Linked DNA regions of Bombyx mori: region 2 is linked to region 1. A link is a contact called in public Hi-C data. All regions are on one chromosome and are shown on one strand. The core of a region is the stretch at or near the end of the contact, and the rest is flanking DNA. Distances in the headings are between cores, read along the strand shown. Region 1 overlaps LOC101742811 (protein bunched, class 2/F/G isoform). Region 2 overlaps LOC101742811 (protein bunched, class 2/F/G isoform).

Evidence for each region. A called contact is a pair of places that touch in the nucleus more often than the background predicts.
Region 2: a contact with region 1 is called in a Hi-C map of whole pupa, with 2.3 times the contacts expected there. The contact joins two enhancer-like sites. A contact is called at or near these places in 3 of 7 Hi-C or Micro-C datasets (an unstated tissue and whole pupa).

What each region holds. Positions count from the first base shown.
Region 1 is chr5:3,585,924-3,592,044 of ASM3026992v2, forward strand. The region is part of intron 4 of LOC101742811 (protein bunched, class 2/F/G isoform); the gene reads right to left. Among protein-coding and RNA genes, the nearest start is that of LOC101740983, 14 kb to the left of the region's middle. Within about 2 kb of position 3,893, at least 6 of the 8 cell types and tissues checked have open chromatin away from gene starts, as enhancers often do.
Region 2 is chr5:3,682,674-3,688,794 of ASM3026992v2, forward strand. All of the region lies in intron 2 of LOC101742811 (protein bunched, class 2/F/G isoform), which reads right to left. Among protein-coding and RNA genes, the nearest start is that of TRNAK-UUU, 17 kb to the right of the region's middle. Within about 2 kb of position 3,213, at least 4 of the 8 cell types and tissues checked have open chromatin away from gene starts, as enhancers often do.

The DNA.
Region 1 (6,121 bases), core at 2,643-5,142:
TTGCGCAGTTGCGTTTAACATAAGGAACAATAGACTATTAATAAAATTTATATAAAGTGACACATTTCATGAAACCCGCGTTTTGTTTAAGAACTGAACAAATTCTTTGTTTTTTGTATTAGTAAAGGTAAACAACATAACATTGTTTTGATTCATGGCACTTTTTTGCTGGAACAATTTACAAAATAGCAATTATTATGTATGAGGTATTTATTATTTCAGGAAATTTGGCGTTACAATCAAAGTCCACATCACCGTAAGCGGTTATGTAATAATCACCGTTGAAATATGTGGTACGCTTCACTGTGTTTGCAATGAACTTTTAATGCTTACTCGAAAAATGGACGTAACAGTTTTCGTGGGTAGATTTTTTTACTTTATTTTTATTATTATTCTAACGAATTCTCGGGACGGTCCGAAAAGTTATGTTCAGTATTTTTATTAATGTAACGTTAACTAGTAATTATCGTTTTTGTCAATCACCAGATTCCTATTCTATTCTATAGCAGCAACAAAATTACTATAAGTCGCGATCGATCCCTGCCTATTTTACTGGTGGTAGGACCTCTTGTGAGTCCGCGCGGGTAGGTACCACCACCCTGTATATTTCTGCCGTGAAGCAGTACTACTCCAGACTCCGCATAGACACTGCAGAATTAAATTGGTACAACAGAAAGTAATATAGTTTTTGATCTCTCTTCTTCATCGTTCCCTCACTGCCGAAGATCGCGACCATATGTTACTTTCCACAATAGTGTTCAATCATGGGTGGCATGGACCGCATGGTACAGACTACCACCAACCGCTTTCTTAACCAGATCCGACCATCTGGTTGGTTTTCTGTACATTTTGATACCTTCGCCTAAACAGTTTTGTCCGTAGCGCAGTAGCCGACGAACGCTGGAAAACATTGGCGAGATCGTTTTGTGCTAGGCATTTCCATTAAACGACTTGTCGTTGCCGAGTGTTGTGGCATCGATGCTCGGCGACGACGAGTCGTGGAAGGCGATGCTCGACTTCTGCGAGTGCACCATCTCGCAGAAGGAGGCGGCAGGGCGCGTGAGAGACGCACAATCCCGCCGCCGTCGAGCGGGGGCCAGGGAGGCGGATCTCGCCCAAACCCTGGCCCTCTAAGTGTTTCGGGTCCCCCCTCACATGTCGGTCTGGGGACCGGCGAGGGGGGCCTAAGAAGACGACGTGCAAGCTGCTCTGCACGCGTTTTACGCAAGAGCATCCGGGTGATGGAAGGCCGGCTATCCTCGACCCACGCTGGTTCTGACCCAGCGGGGTATTCCGTAGGATAGCTCACTCTAACCGGCGCCATATAGGCGGGCTCCGGATAGCCTGCCGACCGAGAGGGCTGGTGGTCGTGGCGCCGACGACCGCCAGTCCGGCGTCCCGAGGGGGAGGGTGATGGGAGAGATGTGCTCCGCACTAAACGCTTCACTTTCCCCCCTTTGCCTCTTCATGAGTTCTGTCTCATGCGAGGTTTGGACGTTGGTTGTTGAGCGACAGGAGGTTTTAGTCAGTTCGACTCTGACATGCTCCGCCCTTTATCCCCAGTGGAGGGCGGAAGTCCGGCGATTTCCTCCTGACCAAAAAAAAAAAGGCATTTCCATTGCAAAAGCATCCTTCAGCCCATTCACTAGCGTTTGGAATTGAACGAGACAGAAAACATTACAGCTTAGGCGTGCAATATGCTCACGGGAACCAGTCGAATCGCAATGTATTTTATTTATTTTTTGTAATAAATAAATAAATAAATATTTACTAACAATCACGCCACGTTAACTGGTCCCGTGATAAGTTCGTAAAGAACTTGTGTTACAGGTACCAGATAACGGATATAAATGTAAGATTTTTATTATACACATACATATATTTAATATACATCCATAACCCTGGAAAAGACATTTATATTTATCATACAAATATCTTCCCTTGGCGTGACTCGAACCCGCGACCCCCTTGTGTAGTGACCATGTCACTTACCACTACATTAGACGGCCGTTATTTCATTATATTATCATGTTATCAAGTACTTACTGCCTTTGAACATTTTTACGATCTCAAGAAACGTAATTAATCCATAAAACATCGATCGTGTAAACATTACACATTGACGTACTAAGTTCATAATAAGAGCGATAAAGTTTCAAAAAAACAAGAGAAAATTAGTGAGAGTCGTACGTACCGTGTAATCTTAGTCCGGAGGTTGACCCGAGGTGGAATGAATCGCTCACTCGGTATTGTATATATATGATATCATCGGCACAATGTATTTTGTTAGAGACCATATAACAGGCTGTCCGTAAACTTGTAACTTGAGAATAACGAGGAAACGCACGGAAAATTTGTGTCGTAATTTTGTGTTATATGCATGATCACGTTTCAATAGATTTAGTAAACTTTCTAATTTTCGATTACTCTACAAACAAAATCATTAACTGAATATTTTGATTGAACACAAAAAATAATTTGAAATCTGTTTTAAAATAAGGCTATTCTTACATGTTAAGACAGTAAACGCATTATACTTAATGATGACGTCAGTTTTCACGTGTGCCTTCCAAATTTAAAACTTAGCACGCTCTATATTTACGTCACGGATCATGTCTCCTCCATCGCTACTCAATGAGTTCAGAACTCAAATTTTTACAATCCGCGTCTATCTTTCAGCCCACAAATGTTCACAGTTGGACATAGGTCTCCCCCAAGCCTCGCCACAACGAGCGGTCCTGACTGCATCCAATGGCTTCTCGCGACCCTCAACGGGTCGTCAGTCAACCTTGTGGAAGGCCTACCCACGCTACCTTTACAATACTCGTACATAGGATTAATTTCATTCTCATGATATGACATCGTGTCATTTTGAATGTTTATTCGTAATGCAGAGAGATTAATCTAGAAATACAGTACACTAACAAGAGATGGTTGGACGTATGTACATATGTCACTAATAACTTATGCGCTATCGAATTTAAGCGCGTGAGTTACATATTTTTTATTGTTCTAGACGGGTCACCTTATGTCAAAAACTTTTGGTAAAAACAACGTTATCTATTTAAATTTTCATTGTACAAAACAAACAAACAAATTGATATGGTTCAGACATAATTTGCATGTCTTATTACTTTATTAAGGCATTTCGCTGTTTCATTGTAATTCTTTTTTTTTATGATTGAAGATTTACTGTTGGCCCGGAGGTCTTTCCAGTTGGACCAGTGGTCTCATCACTGATAGCGATTTCTTAAAGTGACTAATTATGGATATATTTTTAGAGAGACGATGATCCTATATTTACATATATAGAACGAGTCGCCACCCTGACGGTAACTCTCCCTGGGAATGCTATTGTTGGTATACAAAAGAAGTCTGTTAAAAAATCCATTTACGGATACTCGGTCGAGGGGGGGGTAACGGACCGAGTTATGTCGAACTCCGGCGCCTCCAGAGAGAAAGAGGGAAACGAGGAGGGCTAAGGTTCCTCCACCTCCCCCAATTCCTCGCAGGAGACCACGTCTCTGAGAAAGGCGTACGAGGCGCTCGTCCGGAATAACCAACTACCGACTAAGCCCCATCGAGCCTCACCACACCGGCTACAGCAGACCTACGGTACCGCAGTACGCGCCAAAAGTCCGCCTTCGCCTGTACCCGTCCGGATGATACGACGGGATTTCATCTCTGGGAATATCCCTTAATATAATACCCTAGATACACAATCATGCGTTTTGTACAAAGTGAATTTAATTCAAAAAACCTAGTATTAGCAATAAATCTCTCAACAAATTGGAAGTAACGAGAACCGAACACAAACACATTAACGCAATAGTACATACATACTCGTTCAACTAGCTCTTATCTTGAACGTGTATGCTGTCAAATGTCTGCTAAAAGTAAACAGAAACCAGGCGTGTTTACTTCAAGAGATAAGAAGCAGTGCGATGTGACTGCGAACTATAAGCAAATCCTGAGAATAATACAAAAAAAAAAAAAGTAAACATGTTTACAAGATATATCTTGCAGTGTAGTTTTCAGGTAACTACGATGTGCGATAATGGCCAAAGGAATAATCAATAGATAATTTATTATTTTGAGTACGCTGTCGGCGTTTCCTTATCACCAAGGTCGTTTATACTAATATCATGTTAGCGCTGAAAAACACAGGTGATATAAACGTAAACATCAGATTACTTATTCAGACTAAAGCAGACAAACAACCAGAGATTATGTTTGAACACAACAAGCAAAATTTATTTATTTTGATAAAAAATCTCGTCTACACGATTATGAACAAGGAAATGTTTCACACGTAACCGAAACGAATTAACGATAAGACTAGAACGTTCGTTTGTAATTGCGAAGTAATATCGATAGGGCTGTGACAGCTTCATTAAGGGCTGCAGGTTGCACGAAGAGAACTCGACTAACGTTTCCTGAATTCGTGATTTGATATCGATCTGGCGCGTGCGCTGGCGGAGTTACTTCCAACTTTAAATTATCCCAACGCTCATTGCAGTCGTTTGAAATTCGAGGAACCGAATCGTGTGACCTCCTGTCCGTATAGAGACCGTGTTTTCTGTTGTTTGTGTTCGTGGACAGGACTATCAGAGCACGTGTCTCCAGACGCACGCTTTCCTTCCGTGTCTATTCTAAGAACCGGTCCCGTGGGGCCGCACTGGTCCGATGCTAATCACGTTTGCGTAGTGTGCATTCGTATGCTGTCACGCTACAGGAAAATAAATTTTTCACACACACGCAACGTTCTTCAAATACGAGCCACACGTCTGAATATAATACTTGCTAATGACATCTCGAAAACACGACGAAAACAACATAAACGGTATACCGTTCAGAGCGACGCGACGCGACGTTACAAAACCGTGGAAACATCAATCATTGCGGTGGAACCATAAAAAAAAAACCTATATACAACGTAAACGTTTGTGTAGTAGAATCAAACAAATTTATGTTTGAACAGATGCTAGAAATCGGGTCAGTGGTGCGTGAGCTATGTCCGACTCGCACCAATATGACGGCTACGCGTAAACATAACTACTATTCGTGGTGACGTAACGCCCGACGGAGGCCTTACGAAACACGACCGAACCAGAGTACCTTAGGATCCCAAATAATATACAAACTACAGGTGTACGTACATCGCGGCTCACATAAGATTGCGAGCTTCAAGGTGGACCGGTTCACGGACTGGTCCCACGACGTTTGCTCGATTCTTTAGCCACTAACATTTCATACATTATTAATAAACGTAAAATAGGTAACATTTTGTTGTTTACGATCGGAGAGACTTCAATGACAATGCGGAGGAGGAGTATAAATATTCATTAGGACAGTTGTTTTTATAACTTGAAGAAGCCAACGATTATGTAATGAATACTCGTTATATGTCATATTGAAATTATTACGACAATGCTAACTAACTACCTACGTGTCTTTTTATCGTATTTTCGATTGCAAAATTAATATAATAATACTTAAAACGTCGAGAAACATTGTATAACGATTAATAATTTTAAATTCAAAATTATTTATTAAAATATAAATTTACATTTGCACGATGTATAATTATCGCGTCGAACGTTGACGTAAAAATATCAAAATAAACATGGAACTATTAAATGTCTGTATGTACGTATCTCTAAAATCTTTTTCAATAATATAAAACAAATAAAACGCAAAACGTAGTAAAAGATAAGTAAAATTATAACAAACAAATTTTGTAATTAGACGGCTATTGTGTCAGAATGATAGCACGACTCAAGTACGCCCACAATCTAATCGTCTTGAGATAATAGCATCAAAGCCTTTATATGGAGCTAGAAGAATAACACGAGTTTGTTGGCGATGAGATAAAAATAATATAATGCGATGGCAGTGGGCATCAGGGCGGATTAGGGTCAATCGCTTGAGGCCATCTGCTTGGATAATTATAGACTATGCGAGACGACTCCGATAGTGCAGCCGGACTGACTCGAAGAGAGTATTCGATGAAGCAGAACGTTCGTAAATCCAAAAATCGACGAACACAAGTAAATCTAAATAATATATATATCAGGTTTGTTATATATTGCGCTCTAAACGTCTAACTGAGAGATGTGAT
Region 2 (6,121 bases), core at 1,963-4,462, 96 kb after region 1:
TTTTACATTCACGAAATGGGTTACTACAACCTTGGTACACTTTCGTTCAACGCTTCACAGTCATGAGAAATTTAGGAATCTTACTCTGATGACGCGAGTGCTAAATTTCTATCTCAAAATAGTTTCACAGTTTCCACGTAGAAAATTTATTCAGTAGCAAATACACATTTCGGATGTAATTCGTTAATGAAAACTCGAAGATGTGTGAAGTTTTATTCATTCATACCAGAAAACCGGACAGTGTTTCTAGGGTAATTCCAGCAGTTATACTGGCAGCAGGAATTTGATTAAGGTGCATTGGAAATGACTAAGGCAACAAAACAAATTGGTTAATGAAATCGCGTTTTGATCGTAAAGAACGCGCCACCCACGGAGTACGAAATTAGATGAATGACGAATCCGGTGCATGTATTGCGAGTGACTCTTGACAAATAATCGTCGTGTGAATAACAACAAATCCGCTGATTACTCTTAATCTGTTTAATGTGTCTGTGGCGGTAAATAAAATGGGATCGGACGGTTTTATTGTGCTTTACACTTCAAAACACATACTTAAATTCTTTTATTTTGAACTTAAAAATAGGTATACTGAATTTCGGCATAGAAAGGTGACTGACTGTTAATGAAATATATAGTGCACGTAAATATGGAAAGCCAAGTCGTTGTAAGTTAAAAAACCAATAAAACTACATATATTTAAAATGTTGTAAAAAGTACTAATGTATCGTTTAGGTCTTAAAGGATCAAGGAAGGACCTACGAGTAAAATGCATTGGCATTGTAAGTTGAAAATTTAACGTGCTAATAAGACGTCCACCCGGTGTGGTCGCATTTAGTGATGTGAGTTCTAAATAAATACATACCAGTACCAGCCCGTGCCTACAAATACAGGAATAACATTGTGTAAGTGTAAAGTTAATCCCGTAGAATTTAAGAATAATTTAATTTACTTATTGGCTCGCGCCTCGGGTATACGAGTCTCTCTTGAGTGTGAAGTTATCAGGTATTTTTCGGAGGGGCTCGGGCAGCTGTTAGCAAGCCTTCCCCTTTCAGCTAAGCCCTAGAGCCCGCCCATCGGTCCTTCAGGCCACCAGCTATCCTACCATAAAAACCGCAATTTTATACTCCTCCGCCAGCCATCTACATCGTTTCTGATGTTTTTTGCTGGTGATAGGGCCTTTTGTTAGCCCGCATGATTCTTTACTACGGCTCAGCCGTGACGTCATGCTTTTTGATTTGCGAATAAGATAGCCACTATTCAAATACCTACTATTGAGTATTCGTCGTCTCTTACATGGTTGGTGGTGGTTGATATACAACGCTTATAGGTGCCTCAAATTGGTGCCTAGTCATTTACCACGAAGAGCCCATCAAAAACAATAATAAATATAAGCGAGAAAGAATAGTATTAGTTACTTCACTCAGATTAGAGGTGTTTTAAGAATTAAAGATGTTTTAATTCAATAATGTCAGAATGTTTGAAATTGTGTATTATTTAATATTTCGAAAATCATTTTATCCAACAATATGTTACTCCTCATTGTATATCAGAGCACTGTAATGGAATTAGTAAGCCGACACCCCCAATCATTCGTGAAGGTCGCGCGTTGAACCTTGAATAATTACGCGGGGTGAATCTAGGGTGGTCGGATTTAAGGGCAATGACCGGTGACAAGTTTTGTTTAGAGGATGAAATGTTTACGATCATCAGTTTTTATGTGTTAGGGGGCTTGATTTGTTTATAGATCAATAGAGAACATATGAGAGAAATTTTATTTCAAAAGTTTCTACAACCAGTTTACATGTGATACGTATTAACTTTTAAAACAAATGTAATATGCTTAGTGTGTGTAATATGACATTATTATTAACAAGATATATCAATGAAACGTAATTTTGAAAGCCGTCGTCCTTTTCGTATGTTATAATTCCTTTCTCTACAAAGTTGCATCGATTCAAGCGACAAGGTCGCATTTTAGGGCCAGATTCAGTTAAATAATTAATTTTATTTATTATCGAGAATAGGTAGTCGACTACAGCGCATCGGATGTTACTATAGCGTATATTCCAAGCTTGACAAAAAATCACCAATGTGTATCGAAAAACCACGAAATTTCCGGCAGCGAACTAATATATTTATTTATGATATATCATGCACATTGGTGTACATTGGCGATATTAATGCACAACTCAATCTGTATCAACCAAGGGTAGGACTCATAAAAGAACACTGTAAATATATTGGTTGATTAAATAAAGTAAAACTTATTTCTCAAATAAAACCTAAACATATAAATTCTATACTTAGATATTTATTATATTACGATTTTTCCAGTTTATCTCTTGTTAATCATTTGTCTCTCAATTATGTTTAGAACGATCAGTGAGTGTCTTGATGTCAAGAGTTTTGTGTTGTGTGTTTTGAGTTTGTGTGAATCTAAAAACTGTTAAAAAAAAACTATTTGTACTCGAAAAGAAGAACAAACTAATCAATAACTCCACGTGAGGGAGTGAGACGGACGATGAGGAATTAAGTTGTTAGTGGAACTTATGGCTCTGTCAGAACTTATGATTGACATGCCGCCTATTCGCAACGGAGGTCAGTGACCGTACTATTAATTATTTATGAGCGAACATTCGAGGGTCGACTCTGCTACCCCTGTAATTGTAAATCCCCTGTATCAGAATTCCATGCTTATTTAACATTTAGGTATCTATAAGGTGTTGTGTTGCCGGTCATAGATTTAAATTTTTAAATATGTATATCTGCATTATTACTTGATATTTAGTTTTTGCTATATAAGGCGTATTTTAAAGTGTTTTTAGATGGCACTATAGGAGCAAAGCGCTCGCACGCTATAATATTTTAGTTATTGTTATATTAACAAAATATATGTATAAAATAAATATGCCCGTCGAGTTTCTATCGTCGTTCCTTCTCAAGACTGTGCGTGTGGTTCTTAGAGCTAGAGGTAAAGATTATTTTGATTTTCAGTACTAAAATTAGACAGATAGACTATTTCGAATTTTGGAATTAATTGAGAGAAAAAAAAAGACATTTACTTTCATAATTCACGTGAAATTATACAGTTTGTATCTTATATAGTATACAGGCCATGGCATCTCATTTTTTTCATTACTACAACCTATTCCAAGAACAAAACTATACATACACATGATAACTTCAATGTGGATGATTTCTCACGCACCATATCTCATATCCGTCGAATGATTCACGTTTTGTGTCACCATTAATTATTATTGTATCTGAATATTCAATCGCCAAAGCGAAATTAAGTTTTAAAAGTTTTCGTAATTATTACACACATAAATGTGATAATCGTTTAATTACTTAATAACGTCAACAGTATTAAGTTATACCGGATGTAATGTAACCGTTCCGAAAACGAACAGAGGTAAGTAACCGGTATGATCCCGATACGACAACATAAAAATAGTAACTTTTTATTGTACTGTACTGCACCTTAAGTATTTTGTTTTACGTTTTAGTATTTAGTGTAGTTTAGTCTAGAGTTACATTTATACAAATTTAAATATATTGCGATTTATCATTCACATCTACATTTTAGTAGATACTTTATAATATAGTCTAGGTTTTCATTTCATTTCATAACTAATTTAAAACTTTAAAATAACATCTTTTTTATTTAAAACGATACAATTTGTTTGGTTACAATTTGTTTGTGCGGTTTTTTTTTAAATCTCACTTGGCTCATTCGTTTGTCCATAGCATACATTACAAATCATACTTTAGGGTCATTAAACATTAAAAAAAAAAACGTACACACCATAACAACATTAGTAACATGAGTTGGTTTGGCTGTATGTCAATCAACTCATGAGCGAAGCAAAAAAAAAAAGTAGCGAGCCTATCATTCTTACCATCGAGACAACACGATAACAAACTATGTATTATATGAATTTAATTAATTATACAAGTTCGTTTGACTAACAGAAATCGGCAGATGAACTCTGGCGTACTTTTTTTCGGCATTTACCAAAACTATTGAGTATTCGGCATCCTTAAGCTGTAACATTTTGATGTAACAATAAACATTAGCTACTGCCCGGGTTCACAGCAACATCTATGACTAACACTCAAGATAGAAGTTGTAATAGTTAGAGAATTTGTTAGAATTTAAAAAAAAGGACTACCAAAAATTCGAAATGGCTTCTTCTGACTATAAAAATGCAACATCCTTGGGTTTCATAAATTTACGGTTCAGTCAAGGTAACCGAACTCTAAGAGTTCGACATGCAACCTAACTTAAACATCAGCCCGCTGAGTTTCTCGCCGGATCTTCTCAGCGGGCCGCGATTCCGATGCGCTAGTAGATTCATGCACGAAGCAGCTACTCTTGAGTTGTTAGGTCTCGTTTAGAGTCGCTCGGGTAGCTATTAGCAAATCCCACCCCTCCTGGCTGAGCCCTTGCTCGCCCACATGCCCTAGTATAACTGGAAAGGCTTCTAGCCAACAGTAATCTCTCAAACAAAAAAAAAAGGTTCAGTCTCACACGTTGTAACTGTTTTGATGGATTTAGTGATTATTGTACATAAGAAAATACATATATTTAGACAATATGTTTAACAATCATCTTATTACTAAAACACCTGTCGCATCTAATAATACCTGACGGGCAGTCCGCGGCGGCTGTGAAACGGCATACCAAACGAACGTTCGAATGCGGCGGAACAAACTGGTAAATAAAACGTTTAGTGCTCCTCGAATTTAGCGAACGCCCGCAAAACAAAACTGGACGGGCGCGTGCTTGTGAACAGTGCAAACTGTTTAACGCGAATTTAACTGTTACGCGATAATTAACATGTCACTACCAGGTGACGGCTTGCTTAGACGTAACGGTAATCGACTAAGGCCATTATTAATTACACAATGAATAAGTGCAGTACGTCAATTATTCTATCAATCAAAACGGTTATTCGAAACTGCCATTTCATAGACCTTGAATGTTTTCGTACATTCGGTATCAAAAATGGAAGTTGAATAAATTTTCCATCTCAATCAAGACTATCTCTTCAACATCATTGTTTTTTGGACGTCTCCTAAAACCTCGGAATCATCACTCTTGTATGAATGCTTTTGTTAAACATGGACAATATTGATTATGTTACCATGAAAACGGTTTGCAAAACAAAATGATTTAGGTAATTAAAATTTTACGTCGCCATTATAAACCGGATGAACATAACGATCGTCTTCGAAAAGATCACTTCGTGTATTAAAACGAGGATTGAGCATGTAAACATTGATAAAAACAAAGACTTTGTTTAGTTGAACGCTGACGTCACAGCTCGCAAACGATCGTTTCATTTTAAAACAATTTAACACTCGCCTACATAAATTTCAAATCAGTTTAATATGGTCGATTACGGGCCATCTTATCAAACATGTTGTAATTAGGACTCGACATATGCCTTAAAATCAAGTTTTGAATTTTTCTCCACTAGATTAATGTCTAAATATAATCTCACTTTACTAAAAGCTTGCCCAACCTGGACATCGGACTTGGTGTGATGTATATACAGGCATTTCATTGATCACTTCATAATAAAAGTAAATATCTTTAACGTACTACTAACATAGTTCATCCTCGTTTCCGGTCACCGTTCTCGTCGAACCCGTCGCTTGCGACGAAGGGATCGACAAGTTAATTAACCCATAGACACAGCCCACTGAGTTTCTCGCCGGACCTTCTCAGTGGGTCGCGTATCCGATCCAGCGGTAGATTCTGCGATGCACTGCTGTTGCTAGGGTCAGTATTAGCAACACTCTTGGTTAGAGCCCCGTGAGCTCACCTAGACGTCAATGAGAAGCTGAAATAACCTCTCAAGGCTATCAGTTTCGGTCGAAAAAAAAAACTTCGACATCGAGAAGTACGCTTAATATGGCTACGAGAGCATTTAACATCTCTCATGATTCTACGTCAATATAATTGAAAATTAATAATCGTGATATTACAATTTCTGATAAGAATTCATTAAGAATAATCTATTGTGTGGTTACGCGCGTCTTTTTCCCTAGAAACATCTGGAAAATAATTCAAAAAGATTCATTACCGTTCGCTGTTAACAATTATTTGCCT